Regions from separate parts of the Hordeum vulgare genome. Here region 2 is linked to region 1. A link is a contact called in public Hi-C data. All regions are on one chromosome and are shown on one strand. Each heading gives the region's core, a stretch centred on a gene start, on an enhancer-like site or on the middle of the called end of the contact. The rest is flanking DNA. Distances are from core to core; before and after follow the strand shown.

The links. A called contact is a pair of places that touch in the nucleus more often than the background predicts.
Region 2: a contact with region 1 is called in a Hi-C map of seedling, with 4 times the contacts expected there. The contact joins the enhancer-like site here to the promoter of LOC123447516 in region 1. A contact is called at or near these places in 4 of 6 Hi-C or Micro-C datasets (leaf and seedling).

What each region holds. Positions count from the first base shown.
Region 1 is chr4H:19,267,541-19,271,699 of MorexV3_pseudomolecules_assembly, reverse strand. It overlaps LOC123447516 (vacuolar sorting protein 39), which reads left to right and starts at 1,421. Exons shown (of 13, transcript XM_045124124.1): 1 at 1,421-1,967; 2 at 2,747-2,958; 3 at 3,492-3,623; 4 at 3,712-3,855. The coding sequence starts at 1,559.
Region 2 is chr4H:19,604,254-19,608,647 of MorexV3_pseudomolecules_assembly, reverse strand. It overlaps the pseudogene LOC123450201. Among protein-coding and RNA genes, the nearest start is that of LOC123447520, 65 kb to the left of the region's middle. Within about 2 kb of position 3,022, at least 3 of the 3 cell types and tissues checked have open chromatin away from gene starts, as enhancers often do. A contact at or near this core is called in leaf and seedling, where this site is marked.

The sequences.
Region 1 (4,159 bases), core at 172-2,671:
ACACCTAAACCCACATACCATGGGTTAGTACACAAACACGTAATGGACAATGCTTACCATACCATGGGATCACTTGATCCCTCTCGGTACATCTTGTACGCTTTGTGTGTTGATCATCTTGATTTACTCTTTGTCTAACGATCTTGATCAACCTTGTGTCTCTATGACCATTCTTTGAATAATACCTTGAATACCACCTTGGTCATCATATAAATTCCTTGAACCCAACACATGGACTTCAAGAAGTGTCTATGGACAAATCCTGTAAATATAACTTAAGGCAACCGTTAGTCCATATGAATTGTCATCAATTACCAAAACCATATATGAAGAAATATGCTCTAACAAAGACGTATTCGGCTCGCTCGATGCAGTAAATCCGACGACCAGTAACCCGACTGATCTTCTAAAGCGGGTGAAAGCTTAGCCCATGAAAAAGAGAGTAAGTATACTTGTACAAAATATGAGGGATACACGTATACGCTCGTATACTCCCGTCCTCTACATCAACTCCCCCATCAAGTAGCGTGCGTGGCAGGTTTGGCTAGCGGCCAGAAACCCTAGCTGCCACCGTCAAGAGAGCCAATTTTTGGCGCCGTTTTCTGGCATCTCTCCTCCGCCGGCGACTTCTTTGTCATCGGTCGTGAGGGGAATCATCGGATCTCGCACGTGCAGAACATTTTTTGCTTTAGGTTTTAGGGCCATAATAGCTTAGGTTTTTGGATCCTTCGACGTAATGGCTTCGACAACGGCGACAACAGTGTTGAATAAAGAGGCTCCAGATTCTTCCCCGATGAGGCGATCGTTTTTATGGTCGGTGATGGATTTAGGAACGAGTCTGTTCAAGCGGGAACATCGCGGCGACGACGACAACCTTGTAGTGAACTTGTGTCCTCGGGCTCCGCCAGTGTGATGACGTCTGGTCCAACGTCGGTACGGAGCTTGGAGGTAGTCCAGGAGCAGATGAGATTATGATGTGCATCAACGACATCTGAAAAACGAACGTGTGCTGAGTTCGTGGTTGATGGGTAGCAGCTATTGTTTCCTCATTCATCGTCTTAGTCGTGGTGGGGTGTCAGATCTGTAGTTCGATGGCGTGTTTGAAGTGTTGTCCCGATCTAATTCGTTCAACGATAATGGCTTCATCTTTGATGAGCCATCTTGAAGGTCCGTAAAGCTACATATCGGCGATGGAGCCGCGTCGAGCTCGGGTGAGGAGGTGACCCGTCATTTTATCCTTTGATGGCTGCTATGGTGATGTCGGACGTTGGTGTCAAACTCAACGATGTTTTGCTATCGTTTCAGTTTGGTCATCTTGATTTTTACGTGACTTGTAATTTAATCTTTATGATATGAATACGGTAGTATTATAATTTTTTCTTTTTTACTTCTGTCCTCTACCTCGACTGCCTCTGGCCAACGGGCCAACGTCTTACTACGGTCTCCCCACCTGTCCGATTCGACCCCCACCCCCAACCTTTTCCTCCTCCCACACGACGACCGCCGGGGCCGCCTCGCGTCGCCGTGGAGGGCCCCGCCCGATCGCGCCGGCCCGGCCATGGTGCACAGCGCGTATGACGCCGTCGAGCTGGTCTCCGGCGTGCCCGGACGCATCGAGGCCGTCGCCTCCCACGCCGGGAAGCTCCTCGTCGCGGCCTCCGACTGCTCGCTCCGCATCTACTCCGCGCCGCCCCCCGCCGACGGCGAGATCCGGAGGGACGGGCCCTACGCGCTCGAGCGCCAGGAGCAGCGCCTCTGGCGCCGCGCGCCCTCCGCCATGGAGGCCAGCGCCAGCCGCGACCTCCTGCTCTCGCTCTCCGAGTGGGTCGCCCTCCACCGCCTCCCGGGGCTCGAGACCGTCGCCGTCGTCTCCAAGACCAAGGGCGCCAACGTCTTCGCCTGGGACGACCGCCGGGGCCTGCTTGCCGCCGGCCGCCAGAAGCGCCTAACCGTCTTCCGCCTCGACGGTGAGAATTTTGTCGTCTGCTTTCGATATGTCCCAGCATTTTTCTCTCCGTTGCCATGGTTTGATCATCTGTTTGATTGCGATCTCGCTGGAGCTGGAAATAACCCGCTGGTACTTGTTAGACTGTTAGTCTCAGTTCGGTGAATCACAACTTTTATGCTGGAGCTCGAATTTCCATTGTAGGAAACACACGTCTTTTATGCTCTCTAGTTTTCCATGCCAAATAACATTACAGTATCTGATATCCGAATCAGGGAAGCTCTAATAAATTGTTTTTACCAGATTATTTAGCATGCTATGAGGTGGTATCCCCTTAAACCGAAGTACCGTATTCCTTTCGAACTTTATGTTATAATAAAATGTATGTTCCGTCAATTCTTTTTCTATTTTTAAATGTTTGTAACTTCTCATTGGCAAGGGGAAATTTGCAAATGTGACCCTGTTTGGAATTCGGAAAAGCTTATGAAGTACCAGTATACCTTTGTTTGTTGAAATTGGCAAAAGGAAAAATTACATGTAAATAAGCTTCATAGTGGTGAATGCTTCATAGTGTTCTAAGAGCAGTGTAGAGAAGACTAACTGTATTTAGCCGCATCTAGTACCTTATGTAAGAATTGAGGCCTGATGCGCCTTCAAATGTTAATTTCCTATGGTGCGTGTTTGATAGATTTGTGTAAGCTTCTACGGTAAAATAAAGGAATCTGGAAAGATGGCAAATGTTTAAACTGTTCAAATGATCTTGTTGTGAACAGGCAAGGAAACTTAATTTCTGTTTGTCAGGTGGGCGAGAATTTGTCGAGGTGAAGGAATTTAGTGTCCCTGATATTGTGAAATCAATGGCCTGGTGTGGTGACAACATATGCCTTGGCATCAGGAGGGACTATATGATCATAAATAGCGTGACTGGGGCATTAAGTGAAGTGTTTTCTTCTGGGAGGATTGCTCCTCCTTTAGTTGTGCCTCTTCCTACCGGGGAGCTCCTCCTTGGAAAGGTACAGTACTTCTTTTCACAATCTTACTAGTTTCTAGTTGATTTTCCATCTCATGATATTGTTTGGCAGATCGATGATAGCATTTTGTGGTGTTGTTTGGTTCCAAATGACTAGATAACAACATGATATGCTTTACAAGAAGAATGTGGCAGCTTTTCTAAACACCGGGATTTATTCATGTTTTCTTCGCATTGATTCCTAATCAATAGCTAAGCTGAATGCCTTCTTTCGTTCGAATTGCATCACAATTTGAGGATAAGGGAATCTTGTCTTGTGAAATATTGAAGATGTTGTACCACAATTGATGTGAAAACCTTTAGCTAGATGCATTATAATAACACTTAGGTACCAGTTAGAACACTTTCAAACTTTGTCATTTAGCTATCAGAAGGGACCGTCTTGATTCACATTCCCAAGCATGCGTTGATGTGCCATGAAAGTTTTCTTTAAAACAGATGTGAGTTAAAGGTCAGCGAGATTCAAACACGTATGAAGTGTCTCATTTATCTTTTTTGCTTGTTCATTTTTTCCAGGATAACATCGGCGTATTTGTTGATCAAAACGGGAAACTTGTTCAAGACGGTCGGATAATTTGGTCGGACACTCCTGCCTCTGTTGTTATACATAAGCCATATGCTGTGGCACGTCTGCCACGACATGTTGAGGTAAGTTGTTTTGTTTTGTGTATTGGTAAAGAGAATATCAAAGTCGTAAGTTTCATTAGCCCACCTAACCTACTGAGTATTGTTTCAGATACGGTCTCTTAGAGCTCCCAGCGCATTGGTTCAGACAGTTGTCCTCCGTGATGTTCAAAAGCTTGTTCAAACTGACAACTATATACTTGCTTCGCTGTCCAACTCAGTCTATGGTTTGCTGCCTGTTCCTATTGGTGCCCAGGTATGGTGCCTTTACTTTATTATTAATGTTGATCAGCGCACCGATGCCAATATTTACATATTTTTCGTTTTAGCCATCACAAGTCACAGCGTTGCTGTTTCATGCTAGGTCCCGCCTCCAGTATAAGTTGAATACGGTGTGAGAAACCTCAATAATTTAATGGCATTGCATAATTGTAAATACACAGCAGAAAAAAAGCACAATAAAATAATTTGACCTGATGGTCTCTCTTAAAAGTGATCAATCGAATTGTGTATTGTGCTGTAGGCAAGGATCTTTGTTCCATATCCTTTTTGTGTCACCA
Region 2 (4,394 bases), core at 1,773-4,272, 340 kb before region 1:
AGGGTTCCGCCTGAGCTCCGCAGAAACGCGATCTAGAGGTAAAACCGTGGAGGTATGTGGTCGGGCTGCCTTGGAAAAGTTGTCTCAAATCAGCCCTAATTGCTCCATATATTAGGAGGAGGGAGGGGAGGCTTGCCTTGAGGCTCAAGGATCCCCAAGGGCTGCGCCACCAAGGGATGAGGAGTCCTCCTCCAATCCTAGTCCAACTAGGATTGGAAAGTGGAGTCCTTCTCTCCTTTCCCACCTCCTTTTTTTTCTTTCTCTTTGATTTTCTATCCTTGGCGCATAGGGCCCTCTTGGGCTGTCCCACCAGCCTACCAAGGGCTGGTGCGCCACCCCCAAGGCCTATGGGCTTCCCCGGGGTGGGTTGCCCCCCCGGTGAACACCCGGAACCTATTCGTCATTCCCGGTACATTCCCGGTAACTCCGAAAACCTTCCGGTAATCAAATGAGGTCATCCTATATATCAATCTTCGTTTCCGGACCATTCCGGAAACCCTCGTGACGTCCGCGATCTCATCCGGGACTCCGAACAACATTCGGTAACCAACCATATAACTCAAATACGCATAAAACAACGTCGAACCTTAAGTGTGCAGACCCTGTGGGTTCGAGAACTATGCAGACATGACTCGAGTGACTCCTCGGTCAATACCCAATAGTGGGACCTGGATGCCCATATTGGATCCCACATATTCTACGAAGATCTTATCGTTTGAACCTCAGTGCCAAGGATTCATATAATCCCGTACGTCATTCCCTTTGTCCTTCGGTATGTTACTTGCCCGAGATTCGATCGTCAGTATCCCCATACCTATTTCAATCTCGTTTACCGGCAAGTCTCTTTACTCGTTCCGTAATACAAGATCCCGCAACTTACACTAAGTCACATTGCTTGCAAGGCTTGTGTGTGATGTTGTATTACCGAGTGGGCCCCGAGATACCTCTCCGTCACACGGAGTGACAAATCCCAGTCTCGATCCATACTAACTCAACGAACACCTTCGGAGATACCTGTAGAGCATCTTTATAGTCACCCAGTTACGTTGCGACGTTTGATACACACAAAGCATTCCTCCGGTGTCAGTGAGTTATATGATCTCATGGTCATAGGAACAAATACTTGACACGCAGAAAATAGTAGCAACAAAATGACACGATCAACATGCTACGTCTATTAGTTTGGGTCTAGTCCATCACGTGATTCTTCTAATGACGTGATCCAGTTATCAAGCAACAACACCTTGTACATAATCAGAAGACCCTGACTATCTTTGATCAACTGGCTAGCCAACTAGAGGCTTGCTAGGGACAGTGTTTTGTCTATGTATCCACACATGTATATAAGTCTTTATTCAATACAATTATAGTATGGATAATAAACGATTATCTTGATACAGGAATTATAATAATAACTATATTTATTATTGCCTCTAGGGCATAATTCCAACAAGATATAACGCTCGCGGATAAAGTTTGAGTTGAGCTGTTGAAGATGGGCTCTCTCGCCATGTAATCATAATGCGATGCAGTACTCAGTCAATTCTCTTAATTGTGTACTAGCAAACCAACATGTGATTGAATAATTAGAGAGACATTGATGTTATCATTTCATCAGACTTTAAGCCTTTGTGCTCGAATTGATTCGAGATTTTCCATGGTGCGCGTTAAGTGAAAGGAGACATTTTCGTCAACAATGAACCGGCTAGGATAACTTTATAAATCTGAAGATGATATGCCGATCTAGTCTTTCGAAAATACTTATATATAAAAATAGAATGTATGTGTGTTGATTTATCGGAACAAATATATACATGTATATATATGAGCTCTTGCATCTGTAGTATGTTAAAAAAATCATTCAACTAACATCGCTGAAGCTCCTATAGTTTGTGTCTTCGCTAGAATTAGCAAAACTGAAAGTAGATGAAAGTCCCTTGAAATTTGCATCATCCTTCCTTTTGCTTTTCCATGGCTTAATCACCTTTCTGCTTGCCTTTTTTTGTCTTTTAGTCCGTCGGTTTTGTACTTCAAGATTCGTGCTATTTATTTATTTATTTTCTGCTGTGGTTCATGTGGTGTTCTGGACCGAAATTTCGACTGACCACTGTTTTGAGACAGATAATTTATTATTGGGCTCAGGGCCATTTCGTGTTACCTGTTGTACTTCCTCTTTTTCTGTTTGGATGCACTTTTTTTGTTTTCTTTTTTACTCAGTTTTATGGATATTATTAGGATGTTGGTGAATGTAAAATGTGTAAATGGAAATACAATGTAAGATATTATAAATAAAACTCCCTTCATTTTTAAATGTAAGTCTTTTTGGAGATTTCAATACGGACTACATACAAATTTATATAGACATATTTTAGAGTGCAAATTCATTCATTTTGCTTCCTATGCATATAGAAATATTTTAGAGATTCCTAGAAAAGTTTTTTATTTGAACTTTTCTTTTCTCAGTTTTCATCTTCTTTAATTTTAATTTTATTTATTTACTTATTTTACTTTCATTTCTATTTTATTTTAGTTGATTTACTTTTCTTTTTTGGATTTGCATTAAAGTTTATGAACTATTGTGTTTATAAATTTGAATAATAATATTAATAATATAAAATTCACCGAATAAATATTTTTTCCATCAAATGTTTAAACAACAGAAAAAACTGAATTTCAGAAAACTATCCATCATATTAAATAAATTCATTAAATTAGCAAGTGTTTTTTAATTCAAATTTTGTTCATCAAAATTAAAATGTTATACGAAATTAAAAAAATGTTCACCAAAATTCGAAAATTATTCATAGTATCAAATCATGAAATTGTTTCTGGATTCACGAAAAATATTGAAATGGTTTGAAGTTATGCACATTTTATGAAATTCATATTTTAATTTGTAATGCCAAAATAAATTAAAGAAGAAAGAAAACGAAAAAAACGAAAAAAAAGGTACGGGAGCACCCCCAGCACCTGGGCCGGCCCAAGTTTAGGCGTGGCCGCGTGGGGGTGGGGGGTGGGGGGACTTGTTTGTTCTATACTCAGCGCATAGCGCGCGGAATAGGAGCTCCAGAATTGTTGTGCCACTGGGTTATTCTCCCCTACCAATTTTGAATGTGAAATAGTGATTGCGTTGTTTGTTTGAGAGTACACTATCAAAAGGTTCAAAAAAAAAAAAGACCCGTGCATTTGCAACGGAAAAAAATAATACCACACATTTTTAATTAAAGAATTTAGAGAAGGAAATTAAAAGAAAGAGAGAGAGTAGTAGTGCACAACCCATTAGGCGTGCCAAGGCCCAACCTTACCCACTCCTAAATCTCCTACCGTAGCCCGATCCCCAACCCCCTCCTCTCCTCCACCTCGCGCCGCTAGGGGAGAGAGCCCCACAGGATCCCCAATCTCCCCGACTGCCCCTTCCAATGGCGCCCGCACTTCCCTCCTCCTCTGCTCCTCCACCGCCTCCCACCTCTGCACCTCGCGACCACCTCCCATGGTGTGCTGCTGCGAGGTCGGCCTACGGGGCCAGTCTTCGGCAAGACTTACCCCGCTGGTTGCCTGAATCCTCTAACCCCGACGCCCTCACCTCCACGTATGCATCGCCGGCACGAGCCCCTTTCCTTCGCCCCGAGCCCCCTCTGTCTCGCGGCTCCACCTCTATTCGCGTCATCCCAATTTCTTCTTCTCGAATTTGTTCCTCTGTTGATTTCCGTTGCCTCTTGTAAAATCACCAAGGCGCATGTATATAAAGTGATGAAATTATCTGTGAAGTATCGATGTGGGATTATGAGGGCAGAAGCGATAGCCCTCTTGTGCCTTTTCTGTCAGCCCAGATGCGTTTCTCTTATCCAATGTCATAGGGGGCTCTCTGCAAAAATGAAACGTTTTCACACATAAAAAGATACCGCGGGTTTAATTACCTAAAAGACAGGGACCCATTGGAGATGAGGTGGTCGCGACGGTGATGGACGCGGACGAAGATGGAGAGGTGGCGGCGGCGTTGGCCGTCCTCCGGGACGCCACCCGGGAGAGCGCTGAGCGTCGGCTTGCGCTCTGCACGCCGCGGCTGCTCGCTGCCCTCTGGCGCGTGCTGCTAATCACGTGGCACGCCTCCGCGCGGGTCGACTCGACGGCGGCGCTGGTCAACCTCTCACTTGAGCCGGCGAACAAGGTACGCATCGTCCGCGCGGGCGCTCGTCGAGGTGCTCCGCTAGGGAGGCTCGGCGCCGGAGGCGCGCGAGCACGCGGCCGGCATGCTCTTCGGCCTGGCACTCAATGAGGAGAACCGCGTCGCCATCGGCGTGCTGGGCGTGGTGCCTCCCCTGCTGGACCTCCTGACCTCCCCCGCCCACCACCCGCACGCGCGCCGCGACGCCGGGATGGCCATCTACCACCTC